Regions from separate parts of the Mus musculus genome. Here all the other regions are linked to region 3. Evidence: chromatin contacts called from public Hi-C and HiChIP or PLAC-seq data. All regions are on one chromosome and are shown on one strand. The core of a region is the stretch at or near the end of the contact, and the rest is flanking DNA. Distances in the headings are between cores, read along the strand shown. Region 1 overlaps Elp4 (elongator acetyltransferase complex subunit 4). Region 2 holds the start of Paupar (Pax6 upstream antisense RNA). Region 3 holds the start of Dcdc5 (doublecortin domain containing 5). Region 4 overlaps Elp4 (elongator acetyltransferase complex subunit 4).

Evidence for each region. Hi-C and Micro-C count contacts between places; a contact is called where the count stands out from the background. HiChIP or PLAC-seq counts read pairs in DNA pulled down with a chosen protein or histone mark.
Region 1: a Hi-C map of neural progenitor cells shows a contact between it and region 3, with 3 times the contacts expected there. The contact joins the enhancer-like site here to the promoter of Dcdc5 in region 3. A contact is called at or near these places in 2 of 39 promoter capture datasets (cranial neural crest and maxillary cranial neural crest), 3 of 484 Hi-C or Micro-C datasets (embryonic stem cells and neural progenitor cells) and 2 of 115 datasets of contacts at active chromatin or transcription factors (astrocytes and embryonic basal ganglia).
Region 2: an H3K4me3 HiChIP or PLAC-seq map of embryonic forebrain shows a contact between it and region 3, with 6 times the contacts expected there. The contact joins the promoter of Paupar here to the promoter of Dcdc5 in region 3. A contact is called at or near these places in 15 of 39 promoter capture datasets (the 3T3-L1 cell line, the C10 cell line, the HPC-7 cell line and 10 more), 1 of 15 datasets of contacts at CTCF or cohesin (large pre-B cells), 6 of 484 Hi-C or Micro-C datasets (cerebellar granule neurons, embryonic stem cells, lens fibers and 1 more), 11 of 115 datasets of contacts at active chromatin or transcription factors (astrocytes, embryonic basal ganglia, embryonic forebrain and 6 more) and 1 of 9 other capture datasets (embryonic stem cells).
Region 4: a Hi-C map of cerebellum shows a contact between it and region 3, with 6 times the contacts expected there. The contact joins the enhancer-like site here to the promoter of Dcdc5 in region 3. A contact is called at or near these places in 1 of 15 datasets of contacts at CTCF or cohesin (pro-B cells), 10 of 484 Hi-C or Micro-C datasets (the HPC-7 cell line, cerebellar granule neurons, cerebellum and 3 more) and 1 of 115 datasets of contacts at active chromatin or transcription factors (astrocytes).

Annotation. Positions count from the first base shown.
Region 1 is chr2:105,714,288-105,717,587 of GRCm38.p6, forward strand. All of the region lies in intron 9 of Elp4 (elongator acetyltransferase complex subunit 4), which reads right to left. Among named protein-coding and RNA genes, the nearest start is that of Pax6, 40 kb to the left of the region's middle. Within about 2 kb of position 1,279, at least 27 of the 459 cell types and tissues checked have an H3K27ac peak or open chromatin away from gene starts, as enhancers often do. A contact at or near this core is called in astrocytes and neural progenitor cells, where this site is marked.
Region 2 is chr2:105,659,999-105,663,073 of GRCm38.p6, forward strand. It overlaps Paupar (Pax6 upstream antisense RNA), which reads right to left and starts at 1,345. Exons shown (of 1, transcript NR_117095.1): 1 at 1-1,345. The region is part of intron 1 of Pax6os1 (paired box 6 opposite strand 1); the gene reads right to left.
Region 3 is chr2:106,079,707-106,082,814 of GRCm38.p6, forward strand. Dcdc5 (doublecortin domain containing 5) reads left to right here and starts at 1,293. Exons shown (of 24, transcript NM_177844.2): 1 at 1,293-1,534.
Region 4 is chr2:105,803,202-105,806,391 of GRCm38.p6, forward strand. All of the region lies in intron 7 of Elp4 (elongator acetyltransferase complex subunit 4), which reads right to left. Among named protein-coding and RNA genes, the nearest start is that of Elp4, 100 kb to the right of the region's middle. Within about 2 kb of position 1,455, at least 8 of the 459 cell types and tissues checked have an H3K27ac peak or open chromatin away from gene starts, as enhancers often do. A contact at or near this core is called in cerebellar granule neurons and cerebellum, where this site is marked.

The DNA.
Region 1 (3,300 bases), core at 29-2,528, 370 kb before region 3:
GATGAGAATAAAGTTGAAAAGTTGTGAGGCAGGATTAAGCTTGGCATGTTTGAAGGGGACAAAGATCCCAGCTTTTCTGTAGTGTTAGACAAGTGAGCAAATGGTTATTTAGCGTGGCTTGCGGGAGGTGGCAGACCTGGTAGGGCTTGTAAATGATGAGAATTGATTTGGGTTTAATTCTAAAGGGCAAGGGCTATTACAGAAGTGATAGAAACATTTTTCTATGGCTATTGATTATTTTCTTACTAAGTCATATGTAGAAATTTTCAATAATGGAAAACAACAGTTACTGTTTTAAGCATTTGTATTTTATGAAAGACGTTTTTAGAAAATGTAGGAAGGTTTTGTTTTGATTCAGAAGAAACACTCCAGCAACTTTCCAGGGAAAGTGATGCAAGTGTCTTTCCCTGCCCCCACCCCTTCCTCAATTATCAGGCACTGGACACACAGGGCAGAGAGAGTGTACAGATTCCCAGGGTGTGCAGGGACACAGGGAGAAGAACTGCAGAGCCTGTGCCACTATCACAGGCAAAGGAAGAAAGCAGGGGATCATGATTGCCACTATGACAAGTATCCAAGGGTACTTTAACCAGGACGTCCCTTTTCTGGTTGAGATGAATGAGAAAAAAAAATTTAGGAGTAGTATTTTAGGGACTACCCATCAAGGTATCTTAAGGATAGTAAGATGGCTTAAGGGGAAAAACTTCTGAGTGCTAAACTTAAAGAATTATTTTAGAAATAACTCAATCTGTTAATCACACGAGAATACCTTTGCATCCCATTTCTTTCTTCCTATATAGCTTATGATATGGATGCTGCACCAGTGGTAGCAAAGGCAATTTGTCACTACAATTCAAAGTAGTGCTTGTTCCTTGTCATAATCTGAAACTGTACTCAGTGAACTGCTAATGCATAAAATAAGTGTTTGTATCCAGATCCATTCTGAAATATTAGGAGTTTTTAGGTGCAGCAGACCCATGATACAATTCAGGGGCTGGCAAAGGCAAGACTAACTGACCCTTAGCTATGGACTAGACTCCTAAGGTATGAAAAGGCAGAAACTAGACGTTTGCAATCAGATAGCTTTACAGATAGCTTAGGGAAGCATGTCACTGCGAGCCCACTAGCTAACTTCCAGAGCTGGCAACTCTGGAGGAGAACTCAGCCCAGAAATGTGGCAAGCATACATTTTTATACCCTGGACAGCATACCCAGGAACATGCGTTGGTCTCCTTTTGGCTGCAAGCAAATGACTCCCGAGAGCATAATGGCCAGAGTGTTTCTCTGTATAATGCCTGTAGTGTATGCCGAGCACCATTCTCCAAGGCCCCGAGATGGTGGATGAAGTGCTCAGTGGCAGTGGCGACGTAAAACACCCTGACAGCTCTAAATCTCCCAACTACTCTCCAGTTACTTTGAGATCCCCATATTTAAGGGTCTGCTGGTTCCTGGGTATGAAGAAAGAATTTTTAATGGGGCCAAATGTAGGTATTTACAAGGGGGAATTGTGGGTTTTTTTTTTTTTATTTTTTTATTAGGAGCTGCCTTATGTTCAAGAGTTGTATTTACTTTGTCAAGCTGGCCAGAATTAGAAAATCCCCATTGCTAGGCAGCCTAGAGTGCACATGAAGTATTTCTGGGCATTCAGAACTGAAGCATGTGCTGCCCAAAGGCAGGTTTCATTACAGTGTGTTATTTAGTTCTCTTTCGTCTCTCCCTACTCCCACACCCCGACACAGGAGCACTTCTGTAACAGGGAATCTTGGTTACTTTATGCTGTAACATATTTACATGATTGAAACTCAACAATCAACACATCTGTGAAGCCTGAGGGACAGGCACACTTTAATGGTTTCTTGAAGCAAGCTGATTTCCTGGAGCTCTTAATCTTTATTCTGTCCTGCATGCATGAACAAGCTCTCTTCTACTGTAGGTATTTGACACAGTCTACCTGGTATGAATGTGAATGAAAAGAAAATAACAGAAAATTAATTTTATGTTTTATCTTTGCCAAACCATTCCTGATTTTTTCACCAGTTCAATGTGCATTGCAGACTGGGCTGTTATTTCTGTCACATTGTGTTAGATTTCATACAAATGTAGCTAGGTAGTAGTAGGTTTTTGGTTTGACAAGATGAAATGTGGCTTGCTGTATATTGATTGGACAAAAACAGGCCACAATGAACGGAGAGTATCTATTACAGCAAGGGTTTCCTTACTTTTCTTGGGCAGACAAGTCACACCCTTTCAGGTGGTGAGCACTTCAACTCAACTAACAGCCAGGTGATGCTAGGGGTGCTGTCTGATTCATGCTGTTGTATGCATTCTGAGTATTACACGTGTATTGCCATGGTCTCAGTAAAATTTAGAAAAGAACTGATATGAAGCCCTCTGAAGTGAGAACTTCCACTTCCTATTTGAGTTCAGAAAGCTTGCTAATCCTGGAAACCCCAACTGAACTTGTATAAATGGATCTGGTCTCACATCTGCCGTTTACATGAACTCCCTCCTATAGCCAGCCTTCCTTCTCTCTCAGTTTGGAGTGGAGATTGAGAACACACTGGGTGGGCAGAGAGAGTCAGCACCTTCTCCACATGCCTTGGGGCAGTGATGTGGCAGCTGAAGACTCAGCACTCTGACTAAGGGACACAGACACAGAGAGGGACACAGCTCCAAAGAGGAACTCTTTGCTGAGATGACTTCACATGTAAGAGCATGCAATGTGCAAGTCAGTCTCAGATTGAAAGGCTCTCCATAAATAATATAAAATAAAGGAAACACAGCAAGTAAAAAGGAACACCATGAAAAACACACAAAAGAACAAAATATCTGTGAGAATACAGATACATGATTGGCTGGCTACTTTTCCGTTTTTCTTTTAATTTGTTTGGCTTAATCAAAATGCATGCTTCTATAGAAATGCTAACAGGAGCTAGGGTTACTGTCCACATGGGTAATTTACAAGTAAGTTCTCATAGAGATGATTTTCTGTTCTTTAAAAACTCATTTGCTTTTACATGTGGAGGATTTTTACCCCCTACTACTTAACTTTACCATTGAGCTAAATCTGTTTACAAGGGCTCTGAAAGAGCCTCAAAATGTAGATCTGACTTGCTACACCACTTGGCTAAATCCTGTCTCAGGTTTCCACCTCAGCAAGAAGAGGCACTCTGGTCAAGTGGGAGCTCTGCACTTCCTCGGCATCGCTTGTCTCCAGGAAGGCTGAGGCCTTTTGCTATTTGTGACATTACACTCTAAAACTGCAAAGGGAAGGGAGGGGGTTTGTAACTGTTCCTTAAG
Region 2 (3,075 bases), core at 95-2,594, 420 kb before region 3:
TGCCACCGAGAACCTCAGTGGCTCCCAACAGAGGTAGTGCGGGACCCTCGGACACTTCCGCCTCCCAGCCGCCGCGGTTCTGCCACCGCCATCCGCACCCTAGACAGAAGAGCACCTTCAGACTGAACGGAGAGCAATACTTACTGTTCCAGTTAGAACAAGTTTTAAGTGAGGGCTGGGCTGGCAAGCCGCGGGCAGGGGGTCACGTGCGCCCCCGTCACTGCAGCTCCCCTCGCCTCTCCGGTTCGAGTTATGCCATCAAGCTAATATATTGTGACTGCTCTTCTCTCCTGTGACAAAGGCTTGCAGCTGCCTCCAAATCAATAGACGTCAAAGAAATATGAAAACAGTCATGATGACACAAAACTTAAATCCTGCTTGCAGTCTACACGACCAGAACTGCGCTTCTGTTCTCCAGGCCGCCGATTAATTTATCCCAAAGTTTAGTCAAATTTTTATTCCGCTACCTTTTTCCCAGCAGATCGCGCTACATCTGTCGGGTTTGTAATGTAATTTGTAATTACTGCCCTTCATGTGGTCCGGTGCCTTGAACCATCTTTAATTAAAAGCATAATTAAGGGAAGATCTAAAGAAAGACAATTACCAGATGGTCTTTTTTTTTTTTTAAGAGTCAGTAGTTGCTCAGAGTGGGGCTTAGGGTCTGTCCCCTCAACCCTGTGCATGGAGAGGGGGCGGCCGCTGGATCCGCGCCTGCGCGCTGCAGAGGCCTGTCTGGGCCGGTGCGCACTGACCCCCTCCTGGCTCCCTGGCCGGGCTTTAAGAGTTCCAAGAGGCCGCGCTCAAAGGTGAGCGCTAGAGTCTTGCACTGCATAGATACTGACTTTTTTCTTCTTTCTTTTCTGGTGGTCTCAGAGTTTGGAGTGGCCGCGGGGAGCCTGGAACTAGATCAAGGCAGAGACAACTTTCAAATTCGCGAAGCCCCCACCCCCACTCCCAGAGTGAGGTCCATCCTGCTGAGCAAGACCCTGGGAGTTGTGAAACAGAAAAGAAAGGATTGGTGGTGGAAGGAAGGATGGGAGAAATGGGACTGATCCACCATAGGGCTCCGGCTTAAGTCCACCCCTGGATTCGGCCCAACTAGGTGGAAGCTGAAGGAACGTTCCCACGAGGGCTCCCAAGGACAAAGAAGCCAACCAGACCTCATCTTCACCGCAGCCTCGACGGGCAGAGCGGCCCAGGATAGCGATTCTCTCGGCTCCCTGGTGTCCATGGGTCCCTTGGAATTTCCAGACCAAGGGTGGAGGGAGGTTAAACCCCATCTCCGTTCCTGTTTCACACACACACACACACACACACACACACACACACACACACACACACACACACACACACACACACACGCATAAATAATGCAGACGGGAGCCAAGATTTCTGTATCAGCACCGCGTTGCCCGGGCGGCTGGCACAAGGATTCCAAAGACGGAGAATGGAAATTAAACTGTTGTTGTATGAAGGGGGATGTCATTATGTGACTGCTCATATTCAAAGTCGGGCAGCAGCGAAATGTAATCATTTCAATTATCTTCAATGTATTTTCTTAGGACACAAGTTGTCAAAGATTTTTTTTTCCTAAGGAAGTACATTCTCGCGGTTCCTTGGGTCCATTTTCCAGACGGTTTGTTACTCTTGCTGCATGATTTGGTTTCAGCTTTTATTCCTCAGCCTCAGAGTCTCTTACAGAGATTTCTCTGGATGGGAAGAGCCACGTCGGCCCTTGTGGCTTCTCTGGCTGTGCCGAAGCGGTCCACGGGTGGAAAATCGGCCTCCGTGTACCTGGCGCGAGCATTTTGGTTGCTTTCAGGTTTAATTAACTTTGAACAACAAATATGCTTCGAGTTCTGGATCTGGTGACGCCTTGGGAAAGGGAGGGGGTTGGATTGTACTTTGTGTCCTTCCCAGCCTGGAGCGGGAGGTGAGGGTGAGGGCTGGCAGTGTTTGCCTGCGCCCCCCGAGGCCAACCAAGCAGAAAAGCACGTGCTGGACTGTGCGGGGATCCAGGCTCTCTGAGAGTTCAGGAAAGCTGGGAAGAGCCGGATCTGAGTCAGTCTCTCTCTCTCTCTCTCTCTCTCTCTCTCTCTCTGTCTCTCTCTCTCTCTCTCTCTCTCTCTCTCTCTCTCTCTCTGTCTCTCTCTTCAGCCAGATGCTTGCTCCTCTTGTCCCCATCGTTGGACAGTGGCACGTTGGATATGGGGAACGAAGGAGATCTGGAAAAGCGCTCTGTAATCCCAGTCTGAGCAGAGAGTAGCGGTCTACTCGTCAGTCAGCCCTCGTCCAATCTCACGGATTAAGATTAATCCCGATCTTTACACTAATATCTCCTCTTTGATTTTTATTATACTCATTTGGGAGGAAATGAGCTCTTGCCAGGCAAATAGCACCCCGCACCTCACTTCTCATAGCTGCGCAGGGCCGGGGCCTGAACAACCCCGCGGGCAATTCCCGAGCTGCCGATATTATATTTGTGAAATGTCCTTTTGTTGGGGCTTTTAACACCTTATAACGAATCATTTGTTCCTTTCTCTTTAATTTTGATAGACAATTAGCCATCAGAGATACACCAGTTGACTGTAACCGAGCATTAAACTCGCCTTTATGCAACGCTAATTTAGCATAACTGCTTTGTTTAACGTTGCTATATAAGAACCAGGTTTTGTAGTATTTTTTAAAAAAAAAAAGGTGTAATTTTATGTGGGGCTTCATTTCTTTTGGCCTTGTACGCAGCAAGCTCTTTCCTCTTTGTGAGGCGTTCTGCTGGGGCCCAATGCCATTTCTCAGTGCCTAGCACCTGCAGGCTGGGGTTGGGGGGGGGGGGAGGGAATTAGCATTGATATAGATTTAGTTGAAATGTAATCTCTTAAATCTGTCCAAGATTCAGAGAGATAATTACACTTTCACTGCATTGCCAGGGGTCAGCGTCTCTGTGGACCGGAGGAGTTGATTTACTAACAATAGTGTTACATTTAAAAAAAAAATGGCGTTTGAGATTATAATGTTAATGGCTGTGGTCGCAGGGGAATGCTGCCGCTTCCAACTAATTCCACACAACTTCTTTTT
Region 3 (3,108 bases), core at 43-2,542:
GTTAGTTTCTCCAACTGGATGACAGAATTCTGCACAGATGTCGTCACATCACGCTTATGTTTTTGATTTTACTCATAGCAGTAGGAAATCTTAACCTCTTAATCTCCAACGTTTTTCTAAGCAGCGAACACACCAGACTTTAAGTTTGGCTTTGGTAGGGAGCTGGAGAACCAGGTGTCCTAAACTGCAAGTTTTCTTAGCTGAAAGTAAGATTTAGGAGAACACAGGTAGCAAAGGCCATTTGCATAGCTCAACCTCTCAGTAGCTCAGCTGTGCTTGATTGCAATTCCATTTCAGTGCTGGGCTTCTTTGCATAAAATATGCAACATATAACATAACCAAGGGCACAGACCTACGCCCTTAGCTTGTGATCTGCTTAATTCATTTTCCTTGCAGAAATATGTGTAAGAATAATATTGCTAGGATCTCTATCTATCTTGCATGTTTATCTTTGGGATCTACATACATTTAAGAAAAGACCATGTTAAATAAAAGTGATATGTATTCATTTTTTTTTCTGGGCCCCAAGATTTTGTTATTTATTTCTGGCTTTTCAGGGGAAAACTAAATTTCAGAAAACATTACCTAGCTGCCATGTCATTTGAGTATTTTACACTAGAAAGACTGTATCAGCTAAGCATGTGCAAAGTGTATAAACATATCTGTCAAGTCCACATGGATGTTACATGACAGGCCCACAAGTAAATATCCTTCCACAGCCCCTGCTGGGATAGCATTCCTGAATCCACCACTAGCTTAAATATTCTGGGGACTTGGGAACACAAAGGCATGAGAAAATCCTTGCTTAACATTCTCCTCTTTTCTATTTAAACAATCTTGTCACCCTGTGTCGTGGGTTGCTTTAACGAATACCAATGATGGGCCTGGGGTAGGAAGGCTTATTATAAAGGTGTGGATCATACTTTATAAATAATTTCCAGATGTGATATTTTGGGTACACGGACTCCTCTACAGGACGCAGGACACTGAAACATCATGGATCGTACAGTTTTTATCAGGACAATGCAAGTAGGTTTTCGGCAAGGCTGGTTCCAACTCATCTGTGATAAATGAGAAGATAAGGCAATCAGTGCACACCATGACACTCCATGCAGCTAGTTAGGCACACTTCAGAACTATTCAGGTGTGCTCACACAGCTTATGAGACTTGCATGGGGGGGGATGTCGCAATATAAATACATCCTTCCTGGTGGCCACTGGTAACGCAGGAATTGCCTCGCTAAGACTTAACCCAGGTCAGACATAAATAATAGATGTTAAGAGTTAGCTCTAGTCTCGAGGCTGCATTCCAGACAGCGTATCTCAGTTGGGTCAAAGGAATCCTTCCCCCTTTTCTCTCCAGTAGTTTCTCTGCTTGAAAAATGCCTGCAAAATTCCATCAGTCCTTTGAGGGGACCACTTTGGGTCTCTAAGGGAGAAGGTTTCAGACCCTTGGGGGCTAAGATGCACGGGCAAGGAGTTCTTGGGGCCTTGTATCAACGGTTAAAGTCTGCAAAAATATTATTACAAGCAGGTAAGCCATCCCTTTTTAAAAAGTACTGTATTATATATATTTTTTCAGATGTATTTGGTTCTATAGACGCAATGATTGGCATTGTGTCATAAAAGAACCGTGACATGTTTTGTGAGCTCAGCGCCTCTAAGGGAGCCAAAAATGCTCTGGAATCTCAAAGGCAGCAAGAAAGGGGCTGATTGTGTCTGTCTTTTGGTATGGAGTGTCATCTGCCTCATCTTTCCTCACTGCTCACTCTGCAGAGGAAAAGCAGATCCTTACATGGTTATTCCAGAGTCAGTAACACCAACGAAGGAAATGAATTCATCTGCACTCCTCTGAAGGCTGAGACTCCTCATTTTTCCTCTGGTGTAAACTCACCTCACTATTGTAGAAATGGGTCTAAAAGCAAATCAGATTCTACAGAAATGAATCGTGAACTAACTTCTCCTCAAGAGAACTTAATTCCATTATACTTATTTAACTTGTGTATTTCAGGATCCAGAGTATAGTTGAATTAATGTATTTGACTAAATTAAATTAGATTTTACCTTTTAATCTCTGTGCATTTATTCTATAGTTGTATGTTTATTTATACACACACACATGTATGTGTGAAGGTAAAGACATATGGTTTTGTAATTAGTTTTGGGACATTTGATTGACTTAAAAAAGGATTTATATTGTAACCAGAATGTTGCAGTTTGGATAATTACAAAAAAAAAAGGTTGTACCATTAAAAAAAAAATCTTCCAACATAACACTTAAGAGAAGCCAACCTTTGTGTTAAATAAGGGTGGGGTTTACATTGTAAACTTGGAGGTTCCATTTTAGAATTTGGCTCATTATCTCAGGCCACCGGCCGCTGATAAATGAATATTTTGAAAGCGTCTCACTATTCACTGCACACAGAAAACTGGAGGGAGCTGGGCTCCAGATGACAGGCTCGGTGTTCACACAGCACCTCCTGCTGTCCACTCGGAGAACTGCAACACACGATGGGCAGAAGAAAGTTCATCAAAGCTCTTGGAACTTCCAGGGACGTCTCAGACTTTATTTTTAGGGAAAGTGTACTTAGTTTCTTTTAATGAGATATAGTGATTCAGAGAGGATTAATAACTACTATAGACAATTTGATTAAAAATCCAGACTGTTCCAATGTTCTACTAGGCCAGCATATACAAAAACCAGTATAAGAAAATTTTTGTTCTTTTAATTGTTTAATATTTAAATATTAATGTTCAATATATAATGATTTTATAAAATAAATGATGCCTTTCTGAATTAAATTTATTTGTAGTTGTGTTTCACTAAGTGAAGGGTTTTAAGTTATTTTCAATGTTAAAAAATAGCATATGGCTTTTATTGTAATTTCAAGAAAAGCACTGTTTAAATAAAATCTGGAGATAAGCACTTTCTAAGTTTTATTAAAAGTGAGGGTTGGTGAGACAGAAGACATCCGGACAATAAGGGCCAACGCCTCTTATTTCTGCCACTCTAAACAAATGCTAAACTCAGGAGTTCAGTTCACTGTGGCAAAAATGCCTTGAGGATTGCTGCTTTAATTTAAAGAGGTCATTACTCAAAATGCTGTC
Region 4 (3,190 bases), core at 205-2,704, 280 kb before region 3:
AATACTTTCTTATTTATTTAAGAATAAAAGATAAATTTAGAAGTCCATTGGAGTCCACTTACAAGATACTTATAAATGATTTGTAAAGGCAGCCATGGCTTTACTTGGTATAGCTGGTAATATTCTGGCATTGAATAAATGCGGTGTTACCAGATGGAAACATTTCTCTCCAGACAAATGTTTTGCATTATTCACTTCAGTAGCTTCAAAGCTCTAGCATATTAACATTATCAACTAATTTTAAAAGTTTTTAATTAAGATAAAAATGTAAACCTCTTTAGTTTTTAAGAGATAGGGTTCTTTGTTCCCTTTTTAAAATCAGGAAATAACACTTTCTTTAGTATTTGCCAAATAGCATGGGTGAGTTTTATCCAATGAAGAACTGGGGTAAAAACTGTTATCATTCGAAGACAGTAACTATGTGATAAAGATACTGACTACAAATATCAAGTCACCAACTGCCAATGACAATAAATAAAGACATGCTGCAGTCTAGTTTCACGTTTGAAATCTGATCTGAGAAAGGTTAACCAACGCAGGCACTGACTGATGTTCTTAAGCAAATGCAGGAGATTTTCCTTCCCGCATTATCACAGGGAAAGAAACATTTTACGTTGTCTGTGTTGAAAAGTCCCCTAGAGAGTGTAGATTATGAAACACTGATAAAAAAATTGCAGTAAAAAAGAGAGAGAGTAAATATTCTTTGAAAAAAAAACTATGAAAAGGGTATAGGAGAATAACCTTCCATTTTAATACCAAGTGTTTACTTCCTGACAGTTTTAGGTAAAAGTGTTTTTAATCTATTTAAAAATACAAATCAAGGATAAGTTATCATGGGTTGTATGAGAAGTATACAAGTAATAGAAAATATATTTTCTTTTCATTTTGCTAACAAAACTGTATTTAGGCACAAAACTAAGCTTTTATTTCCAGAAAGAAATATTACTGATTCTCATTTTTTTACAAGCACACACTATCACTGGGATTAAAAAAAAAAGTATAAAATGTTTACATAATTTTGAGATAGATAACAAATCTCACCAATAGTTAAGACAAATGCTACTTACAGATCAGAAAGAAATGATGGTGTTATAGCTGACTAGATATAGAAATTAAAATGTCCCATTTTACAATACTTTATGCTCACTATGCCAAAAATAATGTTGCTAAAGGCATGGCATGGGATAGTCACTCATTCCCAAGAGTAAGCAGGGCCGGAGGAGTGCTCCTTGTACTCAGAGGATAATAACCACTCACATAGAGATTTATACATAAAGATTTAAAGTCTTCGTATAATATAACATGTAGAAGAATAGAAGAGGGCTTAGTTAAGAGGGCTTAGTTCCTTTTCTTAGATATAAGCTTTTTTTTTTTTTTCCAGTTCATGATAACATCGCCTCAACAAGAGTCGGGACAGTTATGCTGTGAGAACCTGAGCATCTGCTGTTATTATCGCCGAGGCCTGTCTACTTCCCGAGTCTGTGAGACCACATGCTCGGCTGTCCTCTCATCTTGCCATCCTCACCAATTAACTATTAACGTGGAGGGCTGTACACATGCTCTCAGGGGCTCTTTAACAGGCTTCTTGGCGAGTGGAACAACTACTCAGCAGGGATGTGGGAACTAAGTAACGCTGGGAGAGAGGGCACTACGGTGGCTCTGCCCCTAGTCACACTCATAGTTCAGTGTGGAAAAGAACCACACTCAATGGAGCCATCTTCACATATATTTTAAGACAGGGTCTTGGGACAGATACTAAACTATATTCTAGTATAAGAGTTATGAGTAATAATACTACAATTTTATAGGGAAAACTACTTAAAACTACATGTCTGTCTGAAGACATTCATAATATGCCTCCTAAATAGTTTCAGTCCTTTTAAACAGGTATTTAGAACTTATTTTTATACATTGACTTCAAAGCACACTTGTCAGCTTCTATTGTATTATTATAGAAATAACCTTAAATCAAATCAAATAAAACATTTCAAGTTTAAAGTTGTAAGACTTTATGTAAGAACACAAAATAATTCAAATAGAAACTTTAAAAATCACCTTTGTTCACTCTGCTTATAAGTATCATTACAACAATAAGTTGAAATCAGTTTTGAATCTATTATTTTCCCTATTTTAACTTCTCCCCCTCTTTTGCAATTTCCTTAACTATGTGTTCCTTCCCTACAATGAAATTAAACATGGGAAGCATGCCAAAAGTACAATAAAGGGTAACTAATCATTACTGTACAAGTCTGACAGAATGCTAATAACTGAGACAAGAGCACTGATTGGCTGTTTCACTACTCCAAGAGATGAAAATATTTTATATACCCTTAGTCTTGTGCTAATTTAAAGATGGTTAATTATATGACAAAAATTCCAAGGATATGAAATAACATTTTTTTCCCTAACAGAAACAATTATTAACACCAAAGCTCAAATATCCAACACATAACACACACACACTTCCCACACCAGACCAAAAAAAAAAAAAAAAAAAACCTTCAAAACACCCAGTATAACAATAACTAACAAAACCCTTACCACTACCAACGAAACAAAACAAAACTAACAAACATTAAACAAATAAACCCCAAACCCAAACCACCAGCATTCATACTGTTTTTGTTTTATTTTATCCTATCTTCAACATCCCTGAGGTGGTGACTTTGTTATGTTTTATCCATAGATACCTATCACGATGCTTCCGGTATTTGAATGAATGAATGAATGAATGAATGAATGAATGAGTGAATGAGGCAGCGAGTGTGCAAAACTGTCCTAGTCACACAATCACCATTTAAACTCTGACTTAGAGACTCCAGAAATAGTTCTGGTCATGGTAGGAAAACTGTTGTGAGTCTTGTGAAGTTTATGCTGCTAGAAAATAAGCACGTATCTGTGCTTCCTGGTCTGCCTTTAGCCCAATCCAGGAGAAAACATTGCTAGGTGTTCTTCATGAGAAGGGTCAGGTAACTGAAGAGCTCTATTCTCCTTCTGCTGTAAGGAGTGGTGGCCAGACTGTCTAGCATGCCACACAGGCGTTTCCCTCTTATCTGCTCTCAGTTCTTCTACTGCAGTAACACACCAAACATTTTCATTTCTGACAGATCTCTCTCTTCTGATTATCAATTCTGAGGGCCTCTGAAGTAAAACCCAGCACTGACGATGACTGCTAACACATACCGAATGC